Linked DNA regions of Sus scrofa: all the other regions are linked to region 2. Evidence: chromatin contacts called from public HiChIP or PLAC-seq data. All regions are on one chromosome and are shown on one strand. Each heading gives the region's core, a stretch centred on a gene start, on an enhancer-like site or on the middle of the called end of the contact. The rest is flanking DNA. Distances are from core to core; before and after follow the strand shown. Region 1 overlaps RELL1 (RELT-like protein 1). Region 2 overlaps PGM2 (phosphoglucomutase-2). Region 3 overlaps TBC1D1 (TBC1 domain family member 1). Region 4 overlaps TBC1D1 (TBC1 domain family member 1).

Region 1 (2,872 bases), core at 29-2,528, 170 kb before region 2:
GCAGATGTGCTTTCCTGGGGTGCCTCCCGGTGACAAGGGCCCGGGGCTCACGGGCGGGCTCCCAGGAGTGCTGGGGGTCACAGGGCTACAGGGGGAAGAAAAAGGAAAAGGTGGATCTGGTTACTTAAAAGAAATACCAGCGAAGGCAAATCTCTCCCACGGAATGTAAGAAGCAGGTTCAAAGCAAAAGGAAAAAATGTCTCTTCCAATTACACAAATGGGCGTTGTGAACTGATCTCAGACAGCAGGCATTCAGCTTTTACGACTGTACAATGACAGCTCGTTTTAAACAGTAATAATGTGATTTATCACTTCTAGGATGGAATTAAAGGGCCAGAAATAAACCCCTGCTTCTAATGATGGTGTACTGTTTGTCTTAAAGTATTAGGTTTCTTTCCAAATGGCCAACCTCCCTTCTCATCCAATCTAATTTCAGGCAAACTAATTTCTCACACATACCCAAGCGCCTGCCCAGATCTCTAAGCAAATAGACACCTTGGACATACATGCCTTGGAGGAGAGAAAAACTTAAATTCCAGTCAAATTATCGAGTGGCTTTTGATCCAATCTGACGATTGTATCAAAGGAAGAAAGCTTTTAGGTCAAAATACTCAAAAGAGAGATGTTCAAAAGAGGTTGATAATAGGAATAATAAAAATAGCTAACAGCACTCTAAGCATTTGATATATGTTAATTCGGTTCATTTTTACAAAACTTTCTGAGGTAGATATTATTAATTTCCTTATTTATTTATTTGTTTATATTTTTCTGTCTCTTTAGGGCTGTACCTGCAGCATGCAGAGGTTCCCAGGCTAGGGGTTGAATCGGAGCTGTAGCCACTGGCCTTCACAGCTACAGCAAGGTGGGATCTGAGCCATGTCTGCGACCTACACCACAGCTCATAGCAATGCCAGATCCTTTAACCCACTGAGCAAGGCCAGGGATTGAACCTGTATCCTCATGGATGCCACCAAGCCATGACAGGAACTCCAATTTCCTCTTTTTAAAAAAGAAGACACTGAGCCTCAGAGCAGTTAAGTAACTTGCCCAAGGTCACACAGCCAATAAGTCATGGTTGAGATCCAAATCTGGAAAGATGACATCTAGAAACCATGATCTTAATCATCACGCTGCAGTGCTTCAGAAACAGGGGAGACCCCTTTGATAACCTGGAAGAAACCCAGCCAGACCATCCAAAATGTAAAAAGCAGAAGTATATATAGGTCAGATGCTAACTGCTTTCATCAAGCTGTGTCAAGGCTCTGGTCTACCAGGAAAGGAGGAATCAAGACAGCACAGGGCTGGCCTGACCAGGAATCAGCCCTCTGACCATGGAGGAGCGGGTGGGTGGGGCAGCTGGTCACAGCACAGCCTGACTCTTGAGACTGGGCCAAAAGCCCCAAAGGCGCATGGAAGTCTCATGACAGCATAAACCAGCCTTTATACTGCTGATAACCGGCCACCTCAAAAGCAGCACGCCTTATGGAAACGATAGTCTCAAACATTACAGCCCAGAGTTTCCTGGTGTTCTTTAGGAATGCTCTTTAGATTGTTTAAAACGCAAAATTGCAGGGAGTTCCTGTTGTGGCTCAGCAGATTAAGAACCCAACATAGTGTCTAAAATGATGCAGGTTCAATCACTGGCTTCACTCAGTGGATTAAGGATCAGGTGTTGCTGCAAGCTGTGGTGTTGCGAATGTGGCTCGGATCTAGCGTTGCTGTGGCTGTGGCAGAGGCCAGCAGCTGCAGCTCCAATTAGACCCCTAGCCTGGGAACCTCCATAGGCTCAGGTTGGCCCTAAAAAGAAAAAAAGAAAGAAACCCCCCAAAAAACCCACAAAAAACAAACAAACAAAACACAGTTGCAGCTTTCTGGGGTAAAACAAGGTCCACACCACATATCAGGAGTCTAAATTTGAAAATTTAACAACATTCAGAGTTCCCTGGTGCCTCAGCAGGTTGAGGATATGGCATTGTCACCGCTGTGGCTAGGGTTTGATCCCTGGCCTGGGAACTTCCTTTTGCTGAGGGTGTAGCCAAAAAAGAAAAAAGTTTAACCACCTCCATTCAACGAACGTTTATCTGGGACCTGCTGTGCACAAAACCCAGTGGCAGGGACCACAGGATGCCCTAAGATGCCTGAGGCAAAGATACACCGAGGTGACACGGTCCTACCCCAAGGTGTCTATGGGCAGGACTGGAAAATAGGAGAAGTCACAGCTCCTGTGTCTCTATGAACTACACAAGCAGAGCTCCCTACACTGGTCTTCCAGCCCTGAGTCACCTTGCTAAAATCCAACATGGCCAGTTTCACAAACATGTATGAAATACCTAAGATGTGCTGGCTGTACCACCCACAGAGTAAGCAGACAAAGGTCCAAACTCCTTGCCGTGTCACTCAGTCCCAACTGGCCTTGCTGGACCTTCTAGCGTCTGTCCATAGCACGTCCTCCGGCCACCACAGACTGAACGTTCCTGGGTCACCCCCCACTTTCACGCTCCAGGGTCTTTTGCTCTGGCCTTTCTCTGCAGCCCCCACCTCCTGTCTCCACTTCCACTAGACGGAGTCCTCCATGGTCAGGCCCTGTGAAGGCGCACCTCCAGCATCATGCCCAGCACACAGCAGGTACTCAATAAATGCCCCTTGAAGCATGAACAATTATACAGAAAACAGTTACCTGTAATTATGAGGATGCTCAATAACCATAACCTAAAGCTGGGAATCCCACACCAGAACTCAGCCAGTGCCCCCACCCTAGGCTGGTTTTATGTTTCATCATCATTGTCCATGGAGGTCTTTTGATGCCCCCGCTATTTGGAATTCCTTAGAATAACCCAGTGAAGTTGGTCTGGTGGTAATCTCCAGTTTATAG
Region 2 (2,851 bases), core at 18-2,517:
AGGAATCTCTCGTATGAATGACTTGACCATCATCCAGACTACACAGGTACCCCATCTTTTCTTTCTTGTTATTCTTAACATAGCCCCATTGCTGAAAGACCAACTGAGACATATTAAAGATTTCAAGATTTCATTTGAGCAAAAATGTGTTTGAATCAGGCAGTTTCAAACTGGAGGTGGCTAGGATCTCTTGGGGAGAAAAATTTTGACCTCTACCCTTCTGGATGCTTTGGCTGGTCTGTTGAATAAATGAGCATAAGACAGATTAACAAGAGAAAACAAATTTAGTTATACATACTCAGGAGCCCCATAAAGACAGTGAGACCCAAGGGCAAGTTCAGCAGTTGAGGTTTCAGGCAGTATAAGAACTTTTCGAATATATGAATTTTTTTTCAAATATATGTTTTTATATCTGTGTTTTTCACAGGAGAATAGAAGAGCAGATGTTTGGTAATTAGATGTTTGCCTGCCATATAGATAAGTCTTTCAGATTAAAAGCTATCTCTGGTAATAGCTTTCTTCCTGGGTTGGGCTCCATATCTGAATTCTTCTAGGTAGTTAAGGAAGAGGTAAGAGTTTTTCTTCAATCTGCTCAGAGTTGATTGCCTTCAGTTCACAATGATGCATCTGGCAGAGAGGCATATTTGGGCTCCCCCTCAGCGCACTCCACTGACAGGGGCTACTGGAAAGACTTGTGTAGAGGAGAGGCAGAAACAAAGCAAGGAGAGTAGATTGGCTATAGCTCTTTGGGAAAGCCTAGTTGGCTCTTTGTGATTGGCTCTCCTTAGGTTGTGATTTCTTAGCCTTGAGGCTTTTCCAGGTTTAGGTTTTGGCTTGCTTGGTAGGCTCCTAAGGCAGTAAAGCCACCGCAGTCCTATGGCCAACTTTTTAAAATAATTTAAGCCCAGGCTCCTTTTGTATTTAATAGCCCTAATTTGCTGTATTATTATTAGTAGTAGTAGTATTTTTTTTTCGGGCCACTCCCATGGCATATGGAGATTTCCAGGCTAGGGGTCTAATTGGAGCTACAGCTGCTGGCCTAAACCAAACACCATCTGAGCCGCATCTGCCGCCTACACCACAGCTCACGGCAACGCTGAATCCTTAACCCACTGAGCGAGGCCAGGGATTGAACCTGCAACCTCATGGTCCCTAGTCAGATTTGTTTCCCCTGCGCCATGACGGGAACTCCAGATCTAACCTGCTTTAGTGATGAATGAGTCTTTTGGGTTTGCCCGGGCACAGGGAATTACACATTTAGGTCATAAAGTTAGGCTTGCGCAGTCAGCTGAAGCAGTACTATTTCACAACTCCTGCAACAATTCTTTCAACCATTCATTTATTCATTCGACAGATTTATTGGGTGCCAGGAATTGGAAATATAATAATGCCTAAAACAAACAGACATAAGGCTTTCATTCTAGTGCCATTCCACCAACTAAGCTGACTGATTTTTATGTTCTAATTTTTGTTATAATTGTACCCATGCAAGCATTGAAAAGCTTTTCCAGGGGCCATAATAACCAAGAGTTATTCGTTCCATTTAGTTTTAATTTATAGTATGGGAATTATTGCTAAGTGCCCTTGCCTTCATTTGTGAATCAGTCTATCAGAGTCTAGACCGAACTTTTAGGAATAAAGGTGAAGCCTTTGACAAAACAGCTGCCACTGCGTGTGGAGAGTTCTGTTTGTGAGGGAAATAAAGTGGAACAGATTGTTCTGTGTCTTCAACTACTTAGACTTGTTAAAAATGAAGGTCCCTTTAATTCTGGGAAAGAAAAGCCTGGGAAAATTGACTCCTGGTGATCACATGTACCTTACACACACCTCCCAGCATAAAGCCGGGTTGGTCCTGTTGTCCCAAAACCCTATGGAAGTCTGGCATGAGGGTACAGAGTTGGATCACATTAGGGAAGCCTGTGGGATGGGATATATTGATGCGACTATCTTTGGGGAAAATCCAATTGGTCACACCTCCTGTTTGGCCTCATCGTTAGGGGATTCTGAGGGATTCTGGATGAGCCTAGAGCCTTTACTCCTGTATTCATCTACGTCTAATTTCTAGGAATGATGAAATCTATGCCTAGAAAGGTCTTTGGACCTATCTTACACATCCTCCTCACTACAGGAACTGGCCTCTTCAGGCAGTCGACCCTGTGATAGCTAAGAATCCTACAACGCTAAGACGAGTTCCTTTAAGGGTCATCTGATTCACCCTGCCACCCCAAGTGGGAGTCATTTCCTCTGTAATCCACCCGAAAGTGATTGTCCAGCCTGCCCTGGAACATTTACACAATAGGAGACAAAGATGTTTAGAGTCAAGACAGTTTTAAGAGAGCAGCGGACACAATAGGAGACAAAGATGTTTAGAGTCAAGACAGTTTTAAGAGAGCAGCAGACACATTTTTTAAATCTTAGGAGTGGTTTCAGAATTGGAGGAAAAGGATTTCCAGGAAAAACCACCCCAGCTTCCACCCTCAGCCTTTGGTAGTGTGACCTTGCAGAACGTGCCGGCTTTCACGATGGCCCAGGCACCCCTGCCTGCTGGTCTCTAGTGTGGACCCCCATCCTCTTGGCCCCCCCCAGATCTATCCAGTTGTACTTAAGAAGCAGATCTATGTGAGTCAACGTCCTAGTGGGAAATAGGATATAGACTAGAGGGAAATTTTTTTATTGTTTGCCTCCTTGGTAGAGGTTATAATTAATTTCTTCTTAGGTTTCTTACTGAGCCTGATACATCAGTGGTGGAGAGTTCATTGTCTTCTGAAATAGCCATTTTATCTTGAGATCATTCTCACTGAAAATGGTTTCTTTTGGTAGCTTTTACATATTGGTCATAGTTTGACCGTTT
Region 3 (3,069 bases), core at 33-2,532, 170 kb after region 2:
ACAGCAATGCGGGATCCGAGCCGCGTCTGCAACCTGCACCACAGCTCACGGCAACGCCGGATCGTCAACCCACTGAGCGAGGGCAGGGACCTAACCCGCAACCTCATGGTTCCTAGTCGGATTCGTTAACCACTGCGCCACGATGGGAACTCCCATAATTTTTCAAATACCAATGATCATTATTTCTTCTTCCTTAAAACATGATAAATAGTGACTACCTTTCAGGATGTTTTCCTCAGAATACAGTGTCTACTTGAGTTCATTCTTGCTCATCTGGGTGTGTTTCATAGAGAAATGTGGAGAATCTGTCAGTTATAAAGAGCTATGCCAATTTCACTCAGGATCTTCCTAGCAAATCTGAATTATTGTTTGATTACTTTTTAAAAGTCTGACTTGTTTCCTCATTTCCATTTTCTCAACATTAATAAGGTAGGATGGAAGTCTCATTGTTTGTTGAATTATAGCATGATCTACAGAAGGATTCAGCAGGGAATTTTCCTCCCCAAAAGGTGAAAATGATGTTCCTGAATAAGATCAAATAAGGAACCATTTACAAAGGAAAAGTTTTTTCCAAATCCTGCTTTCCTGGGGAGTATCCTCTAGCATATGCTTAGCTTGCTCTTGGGAAATGTTGACGGAGTTGCTGGGATATGTCAGGGATTGCCCGTTTATTGGGAAATAATTGTCCTGAAACTGAGCTTCTCCACAGCTTTTTATCTTGATTTGCTGCTATTTCTATTGAAATGTTAATATTAAATATTTTTCCTTTTTCATGTGATTGTTTTAAAGGGTGCATTTTACCTGATCACCTGACCTTCAGGCTCTCAGCACTCATATCTCTGTGTGCTGGTGTTTTCAGGAGACACTGCACATTAATATTTATGGGTGATGCCATATCTGTATTGCTGTTGTGCCTCTCAGCTGATACTTTCAAAACAAGTATGCATGTTGACATTTATTAAAAAGAGCTCTTAGGAAACTATGGTAGAGCTTGAGCCTTAATAGCTTATGTTTAAAAGCTTCTCTGTTCTTTATTGTGTAGAATTTTTAACTCATTGTTTCCACTAGTTTACTTCAATATTTATCTTTCTGTTATTTTAAGAGTACAGATGTCTTAAAACTTTTAACTTTTATGTCTATATGTGTTTGTGTGTTTGTGCATGTGTGCTCATGTGTGTGTATAGTTGTGTTTCTTCATTAGTCTCTTGTCTTATTCCTTAAGACCCAAGAGAAGTTGTAATTTTTCTGTGTCAGCTTTTCTCCACTTCCTTTTATTACTAAAATGAGCATTAAAAACTTCAGTTTTGGGAGTTCCCGTTATGGTTCAGCATGTTATGAAACTGACTAGTATCTGTGAAGATGGCGAGTCTGATCCCTGGTCTCGATCAGTGAGTGGGTTAAGGATCCAGCATTGCGGTGAACTGTGGTGTAGGTTGCAGATGTGGCTCGGATCCCGTGTTGCTGTGGCTGTAGTGTAGGCCTGCAGCTGTAGCTCTGATTTGATCCCGAGCCTGGGCCCCTCCATGTGCTGTGGGTGCGGCCCTAAAGAGACCAAAGAAAAAGAAAAGAAAACTCCAGTTTTCAGTTCCTACTTCTCTTATTGTGGGGATAATCAGAGTAACATTTTAGTAGAACTTCATATTTGAGAGACGTTTTTAGGTATTTAAAATATCTGAGAAAATAATACTCTTATAGTGTCTTTTAAAATTGTGCAGTATAAACCTTAGGTTGTATTTCTGGCAGTGGTGCCTCTTCTGGGTACAACTCACTGTCCCTTCCTCTCCTCCCTGCCTTCAACAGGGTATTAGACACGTGGACCACTTTGGGTTCATCTGCCGAGAGTCCTCGGGAGCTGGAGGCTTTCATTTCGTCTGCTATGTGTTTCAGTGCACGAATGAAGCTCTGGTGAGTGAGAAAGAGCAGTTCTTACCTTGAAGTCTCCTTTGCAGGGGATTTCAACCTCCCTGATTTCTTTCTGAAGCAAAACTGTACGGCCTCATTGACCTTATTTGGCTTTAATTATTCATTCATGACTGTTTTCTCACTAGCTGGTATACACCTGAGCTTGAATATGCATTTTCAATTTTCATTGTTCTTAAAGGCCTGCTCACTTTCACCCTCTGCATTAGAGTTTTCATTTATTAATTTGTTGGTTTATTATTTTGGGGCTGTTCCTATGGCATGTGGAAGTTCCTGGGCCAGGGATCAAACTCATGCTGCCGCAGTGATAATGCCAGATCCCCAGCTCGCTGAGCCACCAGGGAACTCTTGCTTTGGCTTTATAAAAATGTCGTTTTGAACTTTTGATCAGAAGAGTTGGTTTTCGCTCAGTATTTAATTTACATCTAGTTTTTACTTTATCTCCTTGAAGAGCTTTGAGCTTTTGTAGTGTTTCTCAGACTGTATGTAATCTTAGCAGTTATTATGGTTATTATTCATTTACCTGTGACTAGTAGTCCTGAAGAATCTTAAAGTACTGAGTCTTTCCACAGCATCCTGAAATCTCTGCCCAGCTCATTTTAATTATTATTTTTCTTTTTTTTAAGGCTGCACCCACGGCATATGGGGTTCCCAGGCTTGGGGTCCAATCAGAGCTGTAACTGCTGGTGTGTGCCAGAGCCACGGTAACTTGGGATCCGAGCTGTGTCTGTGGTCTACACCACAGCTCATGGCAACAACAGATCCTTAACCCACTGAGTGAGGCCAGGGATTGAACCCATGCCCTCGTGGATCCTAGTCGGGTTCGTTAACCCGCTGAGCCACAACAGGAACTCCCATCTGCCCAGCTCATTTATTATTTATTTATTTATTTTTGCTTTTTAGGGCCTCATCTGAAGCATTTGGAGGTTCCCAGGCTAGGGGTCCAATGAGAGCTGTGACTGTTGGCCTGTGCCACCAGCCACAGCCACACAGGTTTGGAGCCTCATCTGCGACCTCCACCACAGCTCATGGCAATGCCAGATCCCTAACCCACTGAGGAACGCCAGGGATCGAACCTGGCAACCTCATGGTTCTTAGTCGGATTCGTTTGCGCTTCACCACAATGGGAAGTCCTGCCCAACTCATTTT
Region 4 (2,950 bases), core at 338-2,837, 190 kb after region 2:
CCCACCCTTTGTTCTGTTGCAACATGAGTATCTAGACAAAGTTCTCAATGCTACTCAGCAGGATCTCCTTGTAAATCTATTCTAAGTTGTGTCTGATAAGCCCAAGCTCCCGATCCCTCCCACTCCCATCAGGCAGCCACAAATCTTTTCTCCAAGTCCATGATTTTCTTTTCTGAGGAGATGTTCATTTGTGCTGGATATTAGATTCCAGTTATAAGTGATATCATATGGTATTTGCCTTTGTCTTTCTGGCTCATTTCACTCAGGATGAGATTCTCTAGTTCCATCCATGTTGCTGCAAATGGCATTATGTCACCCTTTTTATGGCTGAGTAGTATTCCATTGTGTATATATACCACATCTTCTGAATCCAATCATCTGTCGATGGACATTTGGGTTGTTTCCATGTCCTGGCTATTGTGAATAGTGCTGCAGTGAACACGCGGGTGCATGTGTCTCTTTTAAGTAGAGTTTTGTCCGGATAGATGCCCAAGTGGAGGAAACCATTTTTAACATTTTGTTATGTTTGCTTTCCTGTGTGTGTATCCTTATTTTGATGCCTTTCAAGGTAAGTTTCTGTACTAGCATTCTTCTTTTTTTTTTTTGCATTTTCTAGGGCTGCACCCACGGCCTATGGAGGTTCCCAGGCTAGGGGTCTGATCGGAGCTGTAGCTGCTGGCCTTCGCCAGAGCCACAGCGATGCAGGATCCGAGCCGCGTCTGCAACCTACACCACAGCTCTCGGCAACGCCGGATCCTTAACCCACTGAGCAAGGCCAGGGATCAAACCTGCAACCTCATGGTTCCTAGTCGGATTTGTTAACCACTGAGCCACGACGAGAACTCCATGTACTAGTCTTCTTGATCCCTGAACCCTTTAGTATGTGTATCAATACCTAGAATTTAGTATTTGTTTACAATTTTTTGGAGATAAGATTTACACATAGTAAGCTGCACAGATCTCGAGCGTACCATTTGTTGAGTTTGGAGGATTTTGTACATTCAGGTAGCCCACATCCCTGTCAAGATACAGGACATCTCCATCATGCCCGCAGGTACCCCCACAGCAGTCCTCACTCCCTCCCTCCCCCAGGCAACCACTGTTTTTTTTTTTTTTTCCCACCATAGATTCGTTTTGCCTGTTTGGGAACTTTTTATAAGTAGAATCATACAGTATCTTCTCTTTTGGTTCAGGCTTCTTTCACTTAGCAGAATGTTTTTGATATTCATCCTTGTTGTTGCATAAATCATTAATATGTTCCTTTTCATTCCATTGTGTCACAAGTATGGTTGATTTCTCCATTCCCCTTGTGACGGACACCTATGCTATTTCCAGGTGCTGGTTATTGTGAAAAGGCTGCCGGTGGATGGGTTGTGACACCCCTGGATGGTGGGTTCTGAACTGGGAACCCAGAGTGTGTTGTTCCTTTCCTTTGAAAAGCTAATGGTAGTTGCCTTTGTACCACAAGCTGTGCCTGATGCTTTTAGATGCTTTACCTGCTATGCTCACCCCACAGCACTGTTCTTACATCTTGAGGTCGGTCTCAGTTCACAGGAGAGGAAGTTGTGGCTCAGAGAAAGCAGCTTGCACAAGGCCGCGGCTAGTGAGTGACTGTCTCTGATCCAGCCACAGAGCCCGAGCTCTAAACTGCTTTGTTAACGGATTGGTTTCTAAGCACATTTCTTCATTTCTTTTGGAGGAGACAGAGTCGGTCTTTGAGGCAAATGTATTTCTTAGACTTGCAGTCCTGTTGCCAAGGAGCAGCTGAGAAGAAGTCACAGAAAGAATATGACCTGGGGTCAAGAAGATGCATCCTAGAGGTTTTTCAGTCCTTTAAAAAGGAAGGAGGCCTATGTGACTTAACTTTCCATTGTTCCACTTTTTAGGCATCACAGATTGCAGCGGAGAATATTGGAAGCGAGTTACCACCCAGTGCCACTCGGTTTAGACTAGATATGCTGAAAAACAAAGCAAAGAGATCTTTAACGGAGTCTTTAGAAAGTATTTTGTCCCGGGTAAGTGGTATGATTCGTCCTAATTTAAGTTGACTCACGTTTTGAGAGAACATGAGATTCAGTTCTTTGCTTTTACTCCAACAGGGTTCATTGTAAAGTATAGGAGGGTAAAACCTTTTTAATGTCTTCTTAGTCTTAGAAAATTGTTCCCTTTAAAGTTCAGTTTTTACCTTGGTCTGGGTTTTTAAAAATCATTATTGGAGTTCCCTGGTGGCTTCGAGACTAAAGGAGCTGGCGTTATTACTGCTGTAGCTCGGGTTGCTGCTCTGGCACAGGTTTGATCCCTGGCCTGGGAACCTCTGCATGCCAAGGGCATGGCCAAAAAAATAATCACTCTTTTGTGTTGTATTATATCCCATGGAGTTTCCCAAAAGAATGTTGTTTGTGGGGCAGCCCCTATAAAGAGCATGGATCAGATACATCAAAGTGTGGGTTCCATTCTCCCTGGTGTCACTAGGTACAGCTTAAAAATTGTTGTTCTCAGCTTCTGTTGCTGGTGTCTCAAATTGCCTGTAGCAGGATCTGCAAACTGTGGCTCTTGGGCCAGATACCAGTCACTTTTTGTTTTTGTAAATAAAGTTTTGTTAGAACACAGTCACATCAGTTCATTCGCCTTTTGTCTAAGGCTGCTTTTCTACAGAGTCAAGTAGTTGGCCCACAGAGCGTAAGAGGTTTATTATCTGGCCCTTTACAGAAGAAGTTTGTGGCCTGCAGCTCTACAGGAAAAATAAAATGTGCATCTGTACCAATCTGGAAGTTCTTAAAGAAATTCCTATCACCCCCTACTTACCTACTCCCCCCTCCCATGAGTGTAAACACCCCTGACGATGGCACTTCTAAGAAGTAGATGTTTGATTTTCTCTCAAAGTTCCACACCTTTCAAGAGTTTACAATATCTTCTTTTATTTCTTTTTTATTTCATGAACTACTTCATT

What was found. HiChIP or PLAC-seq counts read pairs in DNA pulled down with a chosen protein or histone mark.
Region 1: a contact with region 2 is called in an H3K27ac HiChIP or PLAC-seq map of alveolar macrophages. The contact joins two enhancer-like sites. A contact is called at or near these places in 6 of 47 Hi-C or Micro-C datasets (fetal liver, liver, mesenteric adipose tissue and 3 more) and 1 of 2 datasets of contacts at active chromatin or transcription factors (alveolar macrophages).
Region 3: an H3K27ac HiChIP or PLAC-seq map of alveolar macrophages shows a contact between it and region 2. The contact joins two enhancer-like sites. A contact is called at or near these places in 1 of 5 promoter capture datasets (fetal liver) and 1 of 2 datasets of contacts at active chromatin or transcription factors (alveolar macrophages).
Region 4: an H3K27ac HiChIP or PLAC-seq map of alveolar macrophages shows a contact between it and region 2. The contact joins two enhancer-like sites. A contact is called at or near these places in 3 of 5 promoter capture datasets (fetal liver, liver and skeletal muscle), 5 of 47 Hi-C or Micro-C datasets (heart right ventricle, omental adipose tissue, psoas muscle and 2 more) and 1 of 2 datasets of contacts at active chromatin or transcription factors (alveolar macrophages).

Annotation. Positions count from the first base shown.
Region 1 is chr8:29,141,608-29,144,479 of Sscrofa11.1, forward strand. It overlaps RELL1 (RELT-like protein 1), which reads right to left. Exons shown (of 7, transcript XM_013978589.2): 5 at 1-85. Among named protein-coding and RNA genes, the nearest start is that of RELL1, 48 kb to the right of the region's middle. Within about 2 kb of position 1,279, at least 6 of the 83 cell types and tissues checked have an H3K27ac peak or open chromatin away from gene starts, as enhancers often do. A contact at or near this core is called in alveolar macrophages, where this site is marked.
Region 2 is chr8:29,312,899-29,315,749 of Sscrofa11.1, forward strand. It overlaps PGM2 (phosphoglucomutase-2), which reads left to right. Exons shown (of 14, transcript XM_003128910.4): 2 at 1-46. Among named protein-coding and RNA genes, the nearest start is that of PGM2, 6.7 kb to the left of the region's middle. Within about 2 kb of position 1,268, at least 3 of the 83 cell types and tissues checked have an H3K27ac peak or open chromatin away from gene starts, as enhancers often do. A contact at or near this core is called in alveolar macrophages, where this site is marked.
Region 3 is chr8:29,486,314-29,489,382 of Sscrofa11.1, forward strand. TBC1D1 (TBC1 domain family member 1) reads left to right here. Exons shown (of 22, transcript XM_021101100.1): 5 at 1,801-1,905. Among named protein-coding and RNA genes, the nearest start is that of MIR9840, 61 kb to the right of the region's middle. Within about 2 kb of position 1,283, at least 1 of the 83 cell types and tissues checked has an H3K27ac peak or open chromatin away from gene starts, as enhancers often do. A contact at or near this core is called in alveolar macrophages, where this site is marked.
Region 4 is chr8:29,504,399-29,507,348 of Sscrofa11.1, forward strand. TBC1D1 (TBC1 domain family member 1) reads left to right here. Exons shown (of 22, transcript XM_021101100.1): 9 at 1,887-2,015. Among named protein-coding and RNA genes, the nearest start is that of MIR9840, 43 kb to the right of the region's middle. Within about 2 kb of position 1,588, at least 2 of the 83 cell types and tissues checked have an H3K27ac peak or open chromatin away from gene starts, as enhancers often do. A contact at or near this core is called in alveolar macrophages, where this site is marked.